Linked DNA regions of Arachis hypogaea: region 2 is linked to region 1. The links are chromatin contacts, called in public Hi-C maps. All regions are on one chromosome and are shown on one strand. The core of a region is the stretch at or near the end of the contact, and the rest is flanking DNA. Distances in the headings are between cores, read along the strand shown.

Region 1 (6,628 bases), core at 1,107-3,606:
AATACACTGTATCTCTCTTACTCTTCTAGTGTATCTATGCATGTATGAACAATGTGAGCCTAGTGAGAAGTCTAATTTATAGAGAGAATTGAAGCATATCCTCCACGTATGGTAAGTGCTTTTTCGTAATATTTGTGATTAATGATATATAATAATTATCAGCAACATCAATTAACCTCAATTAACACATAAATGAATTGAAATTATTTCACAAATAAATCGAAATAAACTAAAAAATGAACCGAAATTATTTAATGATAGAACTCGAGAAAATCAGAACCAAAAAGATGTTAGTAAGGCTGGAAGTAAGCCGAGTTGAGCTAAGCTAGACCAAACTCAAACTCGGCTCACAAAAATTAAGCTTGGCTCACGGCTCGACTCATTAACAATTAAGCCTATTTCGTAAGCTCAAGCTCGAACGAAAGCTCACGAGCTAGCTCGAGCTCACGAGCTGGCTCAAATAATAGGAACATAATCTATAATTCTATATCAATAAATTATAACTTATATATATTAAAAAATAAATTTAATATATTATCTATCTATCAATTATAAATTTTTTATTTATGTCCCACATCAAAATTATATATAAAAAATTACTATAAAATTTTAAACAATTAAGAACATTAATATATGTAAAATTATATATATATATATATTATTAATACGCATATTCTATATACATTTAATCTATACTTTTAATATTATATATATAATCGAGCCAGCTTACGAGCTAATGAGTTGAGCTTATTCAAACTCAAGCTCGACTGATTTAATTTATGAGCTCAAATCCAAGCTCAAGCTTGGTTCACCAGCTCACGAGTTCAGCTTATCGAGCTATTAATGAGTCGAGTTCGAGCTTGTCACAACCCAAAATGAGTCATGACCGGCGCTCAGGAAAATAATCCTATAGCAAGCCTAACATACTCAAATATAAATTGAATAAGCAAGTTACAAATATTTTACAAGTTCTAAAATAAATAATTATATATTTTTAACAAAAAAATTAAAATCACTAAGAATGGTTAGATCCTGCTTGTGACATATGGAGCATATACTTCTAGGAAATCGACAAAGAATAGGTACTCATTGCAGACCGTTACTCTTGAATAGAAAGTTTCACATAGTCAAATATTTGTTCCTGAAAAATATTTTTAGAAAACGGGGTGAGTTTTGCAACTCAGTGACTAGACAATACATCTATAATCCACATGAGACCATATAATATTATTATCAAAGTAATATTAATTAGAAAGTAATAGTTGATAATGATAGGTGAATCAATAAGGGAGTTCTCATAGAGAAATCAAATCAAAAGTCCACACATGGGCGGCTCCACCTCTATGGGTAGCCCTTTCCTCTTATGTGTCCTAACAAAATAACAGATCTAATGTGTGGCCTACACGCACGTTAGGCTAGCAACACCTCTGCTAGCTGGAATCTGACTCAGATGCATCTAAGTTAACGTCATAACCACCGTTAACTAAGGTTTTCTAATACGAGCCTCCCAAACCAATTCAAAACATATAGTTTCAAATACAATAAATCTTTAATCTCTGAAATATAGGTATCGAATCAAATCAATCAGATAATACTTTCTTATCAGAAATATTTTCAAATCATATTTTTTCAATCATAAAAACATATTTCATAATTTAAAAGTGAGTGCCAACAAATACTTCAATATTTCAAAAGTATATATTCGAATAAAATCAATATTCTAAATTAATATAAAACTTTATCAAATTTATATATAGTCTCATTTAAAATTTTATAAATTTTATAAAAATAATTATTTAGCTATAATAAATCAATTATCCTAATCAAATCAAAATTATTCAATAATAGTTTTATAAATATAATTAAAAACTCATATTAGCTTAAACCAAAAGCTTAACGATTATAAATGTAAAGCCTACTCACAGCATGGTCCTAACGGACCAAAGAGACCAAACCCAGAGTGTCGAATTAAAAGGTACGAAACTGCGCAGAATTTGGATTCGGGTAGTAGCAATAACTTCAATTCTCATTGCAGTAACATCAACAACAGCCCTAGTAGCAAGGGGCAACAGCGAATCCAATAGCCCACGCTGGTTTAAAATTGAGCAAAGGCAGACAAGGACATCAAGCAGGATAGGACAAAGTGAATAATAGAGCTTTATGGCAAGACAGGGCAGAACAAGAGTAGTCTTACCAAAAGAAACAAGAGGATGGAGCATCAGCAGTTCTGGTGATCCCCACCGGCAAGGACAAACCGGCATAAATAAAGCGGAGCTAGGGCAAACATGTAGAGTTTTCAGCTGTGGCTTCCGGTGATGTCAGCTCGGTTCCCGGCGACCAAAGGCGCGGTGGTGCAGCCTGCAGCAACAGCAGAGGCATACCAGCTCCCTTCAGCTCACGCATCTCCTCTATCCCGCGATGGCAAGGTGACCCGACGGCAACAAGGACTAGCGCGACAAGGCTGGCGGCGATGGCGGCGCTCCTCACTCGTGCGAGCTCCCCCTTCTCCGCGACAGTCTCTCATCGGTCCTCCATCATCAGCAACGGCGCGGTGAGCGGCAGCGACTCCTGCTGGCGCGATCTCCCCCTTCTCCTCTCTTCTCTGGTTTGCACCCTCTCCTCTCTTTTCTTTCTCGATCCTCACTCTCTTTGCTTCTCTTCTCTGATTTGGGGGAGTGGGTGTGTGTTGGTAATTTAGGAAGTTAGGGTTAAAGTTTGGTTTGGGAAAAAAATGAGTAAGGGTATTATAGGAATTTTACATTCTACCCTCCTTATAAAAATTTTCGCCCTCGAAAATTGATATAATCTGCAAGACTTTACATGGTTTTAGTACTTTACCAAACATGAGAAAGAAGTATAAGGAGGTACAAAAGTTACAAGATAGGTTTCTGTTAAAAAATGATGCGGTTGACATTCACCGACTCACATTTTCTTGATAGCTCAGATGTACATAGCACTCTTCACTTCGTTCGTCATTCTCCTCAAAATACAATCTTACTTCATACTCTCCTTGGTTCTGTAGTATATATCCATGGAAGCAACCGGTCTTACGTCATGTCTTAGAATTACGACGTTCAAACTTTAGCATTGATAAGCTGTGTGCTAATGAACTCGTTTGCTATCTGGGAGGCGCACGTGACACCGAAACAAGCACGAGTTTACTCAAAAGGATTCAAAACTTAGAAAGAGAAGAGCAAACCTCGCAGATGGTGTTCGTATGAACGTGGAAGGATGCTTAAGACTACAATTAAGCAATGATGTACAGAAACAATGAAGTGTCCCAGAAAGAGAGTCAATTAAATCTTAACGAAAAAATATGAATCAAGAAATTTTGATAGAAACAATAAAAGAAAAGATAGTGCATTAGGTCAAAACAATTTTAAGTGGAATCAAAGAAGTACAAAGTTTACCAAAAGAAGATAACTAAAGTCAATGGCAATTTTTTTTTGTTTGAAAGATTTAAGTGAATGATTAGGAACACAATAAGGCAAGAAAAGAATCAAATCAAAAACTTTTTCAAAGAAGATCTGGAATAAGAATTCGAGAATACTAAAAGATATGATGTATCATAGTAAAGCAAGTTTAGATTACATCAAGGAGTTACATAATTCACGTAAAGGAATGCAACGTCAACACCTATGTTGTAGAGAATCTATGGGATAGCCAAAAGCACGATAAGATCGAGATATGCATAAGATGTAGGATATGAAACAAAATAATCAAATTTCATTTCAACAAGAATTAAAACAAGGAACTCCCGATATGAAATATAGCGGAATGAACGATAAATAAAATTACGCGGCACGATTATAGCGCATACTTCAACACAAACCATCCCAAGAAGAACACCTAACGTTCCCAAACTTAACGATTACCATTACTTAAATAAAAGAAATGAAAGAGTCTTAGAAGAACTATTTCTCGCAAGTTATAATTTCTAGTCCTCTGTATGCACCATGCTCAACAATCATACTACAAAATGTGACAATGTTAGATAGAATATAGATTTTTTTTTCAACAAAACTAGAAAGCGAACAAAACAAAACAAAGTCTAGCAGAACAATATCATCATAGCATAAGAGACTTTAGGGCATAAGCAAATGTTGAAATCACCGAAAAAGTTTCACCATACTCCTTATTCCATAACCATTCCTCATCAACATCATTATCAAGACTCTAAAAAGGTCAAAAATAATGAGAGTATTACAAATAATTGAGAATAGATTAGGAAAAGGACATAGATGTTGCATCCAAAACGAAGCTAGCATATATAAAAAAATAGTATCACTTGAAATTTTTTATTTCTAAACATCAACAACCATAACAAAATGAAATATTCAAATACAATCAATCAAAGCATACAGATAAGGAAAAGATTCAAAACAAGCAAATGCAACATATGATAAAATTCGAAATAAATGAACCAATTAAAAATAGGAAACTCATGAAAAGAAAGAAAAAATTTATAAATTTTACATCTTCAAGATCAAATTATGATCAATCCATACCCATTATTTCTTATAGGGGTGTCTATGGATCGGATCCGATCCGCATATCCGCAGTGTTTATCCGAATCCGATCCGAAAATTGCGGATATGGATCCGATCCGCAAGGCTTTCGGATCGGATCGGATCGGATCCGCACACTAATCGGATCGGATTGCGGATTTTGTGTTGGTATCCGCATATCCGATCCGTATATCCGCGTATCCGCAAAAATAAAGAAATAAATAAGTAAAATATTCTTTTTATGTTTTATTTCAACTAATAATTATCATATATGTTAAATTATTTTAATTTATTATTCAAGAAAAGTATGTTTAATATTATTTTAAGAGTAAACATATTTAAAAGAATAGAAAAAATAAATTTTATTGATATTTTTTTAATAAAAATAAACTTTTAAAAATATTTTTGTGTTTTGCGGATATATCCGATATCCGATCCGATCCGCAAATGTGCGGATCGGATCGGATCGGATCCAACCTTAAAAACTGCGGATATTAGATCCGATCCGATCCGATGATTTTAGTGCGGATCGGATCGAATTTTTGGCCATATCCGATCCGATCCGATCCGATCCGCGGACACCCCTAATTTCTTAGGTTAACAAGCTATGATGGAAAAGCTCAAGATCAAACCCAATGATTCAAAAAAAACTCACAGTACAAAAATTCATTCATCAATTTATTTAAAATTTAGACATCTTCAATTTTCATACATTGTAAACAAAAAATTTTCCAATCTCCATCGTCCACAATTTTTGTGCAAGGTGTCAAATATGGATGGGCTGGAAATTTAAAATATTTTCGACATAATTTTATAATAATAAAAGAAAACATATGTAACATATAGGGGTTTATACTACAATACAGTATTTGTTATACAAACACATGGTTCTCAAGTGAGTATTATCATACTAATCGTATGAATTTAGAAGGCAAAAAAAAATTCTTCCTTGATATCTTAAAAGTGAAATATCTAAAGGAAATAGCATCAACTAATTGAGAGCCATCATTATATCATAAAGTCAATGATGTATAAGTTGAGCAATTAGAACTTAGTTCTTTTACTCTTTGTTCATGGAAGAATAACAAAATAAATAAATAAATAATCGCATAAGTATGAAAGTCAAGTTTAAACCATAAAGGCTTTATAAATAAGATAAGACATGAGAACCTCCTAGCTCACTATTAACTGATTTTAACAATTCTCAACCAAGATTCATTAAGTTACAACCACATCAATCACCAATTCAGCAATAATTACATATTACTAAACTACTTTACGACAGCAACCAATAACCTCATGTATCCCTCAAAAGCAATTAATTCAGATTACTTATTTGCTATGTTAGTTACTGTAATAATCACTAATCAAGCAACATATATCAGCAAACAACTATCTAAATTAGTAGCTAACACTCACATGTAAGCTACAATTTAACACATATTCAAGATAAACGTCATATGCTTTATAATTATTAGAATATAACAAAGAAAAAAATTTGTATATAAAATTTGTTCAGTTTTGAGGATTTAGATATCTAGTCTTTTCCATTGAAAATCAATAAAAATTCTTTTCAATATGCAAGATCTATAATCCCAATTTCACAAGGCACTACAAACCAAGAAAATTAATCTCTCTAGACTTCTGAGAATAAAAACTAGCTGAGAGCAGAAAAATTTTCAAAAAAAAAACTAAAATTGAGAAAATTCTCAAATTTTAGATCTTAGCCAAGAGCAAAATTCATTATCTAATCACCAACAAAAAGCAAGCGTTCATAATCTAGATATCACCTGAACAATCAGAAAAATAGTTCCATAACAAAAAAGTCATATTTGACAACATAGTACCATAATAGAACCAGATCAGCAAATAAAAAAAAAATTTAACCAAATTTCTAGATTGAAAAATATTTTCAATCCAGCCAATTAATCACCCAAATAATTCACTACACCTAAATAGAGAAAATCATCAATCTAACAAACAATAATAACGATTCACTCATATGTTTATCGCATAATTCTTCTCCTTGAGCAACTGAATAACAATTTCAAAATTATTGATTAAAAAGAAAGACAGAATCACAAACAAATCAAACCTCATAACTTCAAATATTATTAATA
Region 2 (6,628 bases), core at 2,305-4,804, 50 kb after region 1:
CCGACCGGCCAGTTTAATCGGAAAATCGGTGAATCAGACTCTAAACCGATTTGGTCCGCTAATTAAACCACACAAAGATGAGAACCGGTGTAAACCGGTCAAATCCGTAGTAAACCGGTCCAACCGAACCGCTGGTAATTAAAATTTTGCAAAATGAGTGAAGTGGGGTTCGAACCCTGTCCTCAATAAGAAAAAACATGTCACAACCACCAGGCTATCACAGTTTTAATTATCATGTTTACAAATTAACCCTGTCCTCAATAAAAAAAACATGTCACAACCACCAGGCTATCACAGTTTTAATTATCATGTTTACAAATTAATATATATATAAATATCTTTTATCAAATATATTTACTTCTATTTAATTTATTTTAATTTTAGTTATAAACTCATTTATTTTTAAATTAATTATATTTTTATTTAATAATAATTATAAATTCACTATTTTTTTTCATAATTATATAATATCTATTAATATTATTTTTTAATAAATATTTGTAGTATATAATAATATAATAGATATAAATTTATTAATAAATTATTAAATTTTGAAAATAATTATTATTTTAATATAAAAACAAAATAAAATATTTATGATACATTAAAATTAATAAAATACTTATTATTTCTGTTTCATATTATTTTAGAATAGTTGAATATTCTTAAAATGTTAGTAAAAATATGTATTTTAAATTTTAACTTTAAATTTTTTATTATTTTTTATTTTTTATTTACATAGGATCGGATTAATCGGTTCAATCAGTAACCCACTAGTTGAACCAATGATCCAATAACCCAATAACTTAATCGGTTCGATCACCGGTTCGGTTCTGACAACTATGCTTTATAATCACGCTCATCTTATAATACAATTCAAATATTGAGTTTCTTCTCAATAATTAAAAGGACAAGCATTTATGGGTGTATGTACAAAAGGAATCTCTGCAATCTGCACGGGCTATGAAACCATATTTGGTGAGACATTCTACGATAACAATAATAGGGGGTTTCCATCTTTGCAACTTTGGTCATACCAAACATCTTCACACCTCTCATCTCCAACCACTTGAATTGTCATCAACACCCCTACATAATATCAAAATATTTTATGTTTCAATAGGTTATATTATATAGAACTTGGAAATGATTATATATATAAAATTTTAATTGAACTAATACTAAATATTGGAGGAGTAAATTTCACTTTTAGTTTTAAATTATCATTTATGATATATAGTCTTACAAATATATTTATATAATCCAAAGTGAAATGAAATTAAAACTAGCATTGGAGATGCACTAACAAATTTTCCCCGCTTGGTATTTATAAAAGGTTAATAATGGTAGACATTGTTGTTGCTCCTTTAATATATCCATGAAGAATTGTCTTTTTAATATTTATTAGTCTGCATAGTAAAAAAAAAAAAAAAGGATTTTGCTAACATACTATTTAAGAGTACTTTTTAAAAATAGTAAAATGAGATTTTATTTGGAAGGTAAGATTTTAAAATTTTCAATAACATTAAATACATATTTCGTTGGAGTTTTCTTTCAGCACTGACTGCACTTTGCAATTTGCATTACAAATAATTTCTTTCCTACAGCCATCTTCACTGGTCAAAGCAAAACCAATCTCTAATCTTTGTCTTTCTTTCTTCTAGTTTTATGCACAAAATCTTCCAAGTTTTATGCCACTTGAGGTATTTAAGACTTTGTGATCTAGATATAAAGACTATTCCTGATATAGCACATGTTCTCCATGTATATTTGTGCTCTTAGTTTATACACTCCTTACTGATTTCTTTTTCTTTTCTTTATGTTGTGTATTTGCATAATAGTAGTCAAGTTATTTTTCAATATTAGTAGAAGGACATGAAGGACAAAATCAATGTGACCAAAGATGGACTCTTTTTATTCTGTCTCAACTCCTTGCACATTTCAAGTTTACAGTATTCCAAAATTTTCACTCACTTAAAGTATTCAGTGTCAAGGAAAGAGCAATCAATGAAAGAGAAGAGATGAAAAGAAACTGTTATTAAGAGAGAGTTGTTAGTTAGTTGGTGGTAGTTTGGTTCAGTTGAAGCAGTTATACAAGTTGGTCTTAGCTGGAGGCTCACCTAATATGAATATAAAAAGGAAGATTAAGAATTCAATTGCTGATCTTTTGCCGCAATTCAGTTCTGATCCAATTCTCTCTCTCTTTTCTCTTATCCAAATTCTCAGTTTCTTACAAACCAACATATCTCTCAAATTGGAACCTAAAATTAGTTACATACAAATTAACTTCACCTAATTTTGCACTTCTTACATAACTCCAGTATTAATATAAAATGGAACTGAAATTCATTCTAATTCAGAATTTCAATTCTTATTGAGTTATAGTTAATCCGCATCAAACAAAAGTTCATGAACGTTACTTAATTGCAATTCTCTAGTATTCAATAATTGAAGTGTTTTGTTTTTGTGCCAATTTGAGTGCGTGGGACCTCCAAACGTTATCAATACACTCTGAAAATTATTGATTTGAGACACACTAATTTTTCAGTAAATTAAAGTAATCCAAAAAGACAAGCACAAAGCAACAAGCAATCATTTCTTTCTTTTGACTGGGCAGCAGGACAATAATTGAAAGCAATTATTGTGGAATGAGGAATCTCATTGAATAAAAGCACGTGAATAAATGGTAGAAAAGATGGTCAACTTATTTTTAGTGAAAACTCAGGTACAGTTAATTTCATGTGAAGTTGATAGCTGAGAGTCGTTAAATGATTTGACTAAATTTTTATTTAACGGTTCTCAATTATCAACTTCACATGAAATTGACTACACCTAAGTATCTACCCTTATTTTTTCTTGGAGTTTTCTTTCAACGCTGACTGCATTTTATTTGCATTACAGCATATGTATTGCGGGTCAAAGAACTCACAACATAAGAATGTTGATCATGGTTACTGTCTCACTGATATATAAGCTACAAAGAACAGGCTGCATTTGTTTTTCTAACATAGTTTGATGTTTTCTTTTTATCTGTCTATATATAATCTTTACCTGATTCAAAATTAGTTACTTATGAGTTAACTTGATCTAATTTTGCACTCTTACATAAGTACGTGCTAATATGAAATACAACAAAAACTTCAATTCTAATTCAGCCTAAAAAGTTCAATTCTTATCGATTTTTAGTTAATCGTATCAAACAAAACCTGACGAGGATTACTGAATTGCAAGTTACAACTCTAATACTCAATAATTGAAATGTTCATATGGCTAAAAGAAAAAGATATCAAAATACTGTGAATGAAAATTATTGATTTGAGACAAATTAAAGTAACAACACAAGGACAATAATTTCTTTCTTTTGTCTGGGCACGAGGACAATAATTGTAGGCAAGTATTGTGAAAATATCTGTTAAGAATAATGGTAGAAATTAAAAGATGGTCCACTCACTTTTCTTGGAGTTTTTTTCAACACCGAAACCATTTTGCATTACAAGACAGTTCCTATTCACAATTCATTTGTTTCCCTTTCTTCGACTGTTGCATTTCTGAAAATGGCCGAGGCCTTGCTTGGAGTTGTGCTGGAGAAATTGACCCCTTTGATCCTGAGAGAATTTGCAGCCTTCTTTGGAATCAAGGAAAAGGCTGAAGAGCTATCACGGACTTTAGAACTAATCAAAGCTGTTCTTGATGATGCTGAGGAGAAACAGTGGTCAAATCGTCCTCTGAAGGTGTGGCTGCAGCAGCTTAAAGATGCAATGTACGTGCTGGATGATATCCTTGATCAGTTGCCTACTGAATTCTCTCAACTTGGGTGCTTATCATCTTTGAATCCAAAGAACATGATCCATCAGTGTCATCTTCGGCACAAGTTGAATGAGATAATAGGGAGGCTGAATGGAATTGCTCAAGCTAGGAGCAACTTTGATCTGAGACAAGGTGTGAGGGGAAGGCCAGTAGATGAATGGCGCCAAACAAGCTCAACTATCGCCCTTCCTCAAGTGTACGGGAGAGATGAAGATAAAAAGCAAGTTGTGGAATTTCTTCTTAGCCCATCACGAATGTCTGAGTTCCTTTCCGTCTATCCCATTGTTGGCTTAGGTGGTCTTGGGAAAACAACACTTGTTCAGCTGGTTTACAACGATCCTGACATAGGTAACAACTTTGATTTGAAGATTTGGGTGTGTGTTTCTGAGAATTTCACTATCAAGAGTATTTTGCGTTCCATTTTAGAAGTTACCAAAAAGGATAAGTCTGAGGTCATGGATATAGAAGTAATGGAGGTCAAAGTAAAAGAATTGCTACAAAGTAAAAAGTATTTATTGGTTTTAGATGATGTCTGGAAAAGAAGCCAAGAAATGGAATTGGGATTAACCCAAGACAAGTGGGATAAGTTAAACTCCGTATTGTCTTGTGGATCTAAAGGCTCATCCATTTTAGTATCCACTCGCGATAAACAAGTTGCAACAATTATGGGAACATGCCAAGCTCATCATTTGGACCGTCTATCTGATGATGATTGTTGGTCGTTGTTTAAACTGCGCGCATTTGGAGCTGACAAAGAAGAGCGTGCAGAGCTTGTTGCAATAGGGAAGGAGATCGTCAAGAAATGCGGAGGATCACCTCTTGCAGCACTGGCATTAGGAGGTTTGATGCAATCCAGAAGCACGGAAATGGAATGGCTTGAAGTTCAGAAAAGTAAGCTTTGGAGTTTACCAGATGAGAATGATATTATGCGTGTCTTGAGATTAAGCTACTCTTCTTTAACGCCAACTCTAAAGCAGTGTTTTGCTTTCTGTGCCATATTTCCCAAAGATGCAGAAATCATGAAGCAAGAATTGATTTATCTTTGGATGGGTAATGGATTTATTTCATCCCGGCCGAACTTGGAGGTAGAAGAGGTTGGCAACATGGTTTGGAATGAATTATACCAAAAATCATTGTTCCAAGATGTGAGGAGTGATGATTCTTCTGGCAAGATTTATTTCAAGATGCATGATTTAGTCCATGATCTTGCTCAATCAATTTCAGAGCAAGAGTGTATATGCTTGGAGAAACAAAACCTTAACGATTCTTTAAGAAATTCCCGTCATATTCTTTTTCACCGCATTGATAAGAAACAATTTAAGGAGAGAGCCTTTGAGAAAGCTGAATCCTTGCGGACATTGTATCAACTGAATTCACATGAATTTCCCTTCAGTTCTACGTTGATTCCGACAAATCATTCTCTTAGGGTTTTGTGCATAAATGATAGAAAGACACCATCTTTAGGGAGTTTAACTTGCTTGAGGTATTTGGAACTTCGTCGTTTGGATATAAAGAGCTTGCCTGCTAGTATTTGCAATTTGCGCAGATTGGAAATCTTGAAACTAACACGGTTGTCTAAGCTTCGCCGTCTACCGAAACACTTGACTAGGATGCAAAATCTCCGACATCTTGTCATTCATGAATGTGATTCTCTAACTGGTATGTTTCCTGACGCTCACAAATTAAGCCATCTGAGAACACTAAGTGTATACATTGTGAAATCAAAGAAAGGGCATAGTTTGGCAGAATTACATCATTTGAATCTGGGAGGAGGGCTTAACATCAAAGGCCTAGAAAATGTTGGGAGTATATCTGAAGCTGAAGATGGCTACTTGAAGGGTAAACAAGACCTTCGAGAATTAAGCTTGTCATGGGGCAAAAGTGGTAAGAGTAAGAGCAAGTCGATTGTTGAAGCAGAAGAAGTACTTGAAGCGCTTCAACCTCACTCCACACTCAAGCTGTTGAAGATAGAAGGCTATGAGGGAATGCATTGGCCAACTTGGATGGAAAACAATTCTGACACCCACAATTTAGTTTCTCTTGGACTTGAGGATTGTGGAAAGTGCGGGCATCTTCCTCCAGTGGGAAAACTTCCATTTCTGAAGAAGCTTGTGGTAAGTGGCATGGATGATGTGCAGTACATTGAGGAAGATGAAAGTTATGATAATGTGGAAGCAAGCCGGTTCCCATCTTTGGAGGAATTGCGAGTGAAGAGATTGCGAAATGTGGAGCGGTTGATGAAACGGGAAACAACACACATGTTCCCCTCTCTTTCTACCATAGAAATCACCGATTGCCCTAAACTGCAATTGCCATGCCTTCCAAGTGTTAAGCACCTCACTATTTGGAATTGTAGCGATGAGCAACTGAAGTCAATCTCTAATCTCAACGGTCTTAACCAACTTCGTCTTTATATAAGTGAGGAAGTGTGGTGCTTCCCAGAAGGAATGATGAACAACATGACCTCTCTTGCAACTCTGCATATATATTCTTTCAGAGAATTGAAGGAACTGCCATCTGACATCACAAAACTCACTGCTCTATCTCATCTACGCATCAGTAACTGTGGTAAGCTGGAGTGTCTACCAGAACAAGGTTGGGAACGCTTATCTTCACTTCGACAATTGTCAATTATTGAGTGTAAGAGTTTGGGATCCTTGCCTGATGGTGTTCGCCACTTCACTTCAATCTTTGATTATTGACGGCTGCCCAGAGTTGGAAAAGCAGTGTAAGAAAGGAACAGGGAAGGATTGGCACAAGATAGCACATGTTCTCCATGTAAATTTAAAGTAATCATTGTATCTATTTATGTTGGTAGTGT

Evidence for each region. Hi-C and Micro-C count contacts between places; a contact is called where the count stands out from the background.
Region 2: a contact with region 1 is called in a Hi-C map of leaf, with 4 times the contacts expected there. The contact joins the promoter of LOC112709876 here to the enhancer-like site in region 1. A contact is called at or near these places in 2 of 8 Hi-C or Micro-C datasets (both in leaf).

What each region holds. Positions count from the first base shown.
Region 1 is chr9:2,434,080-2,440,707 of arahy.Tifrunner.gnm2.J5K5, forward strand. No RefSeq gene overlaps it. Among protein-coding and RNA genes, the nearest start is that of LOC112709872, 16 kb to the left of the region's middle. Within about 2 kb of position 2,357, at least 1 of the 3 cell types and tissues checked has open chromatin away from gene starts, as enhancers often do.
Region 2 is chr9:2,482,627-2,489,254 of arahy.Tifrunner.gnm2.J5K5, forward strand. LOC112709876 (putative disease resistance protein RGA3) reads left to right here and starts at 3,555. Exons shown (of 1, transcript XM_025761862.3): 1 at 3,555-6,509. The coding sequence starts at 3,555. The coding sequence ends at 6,509.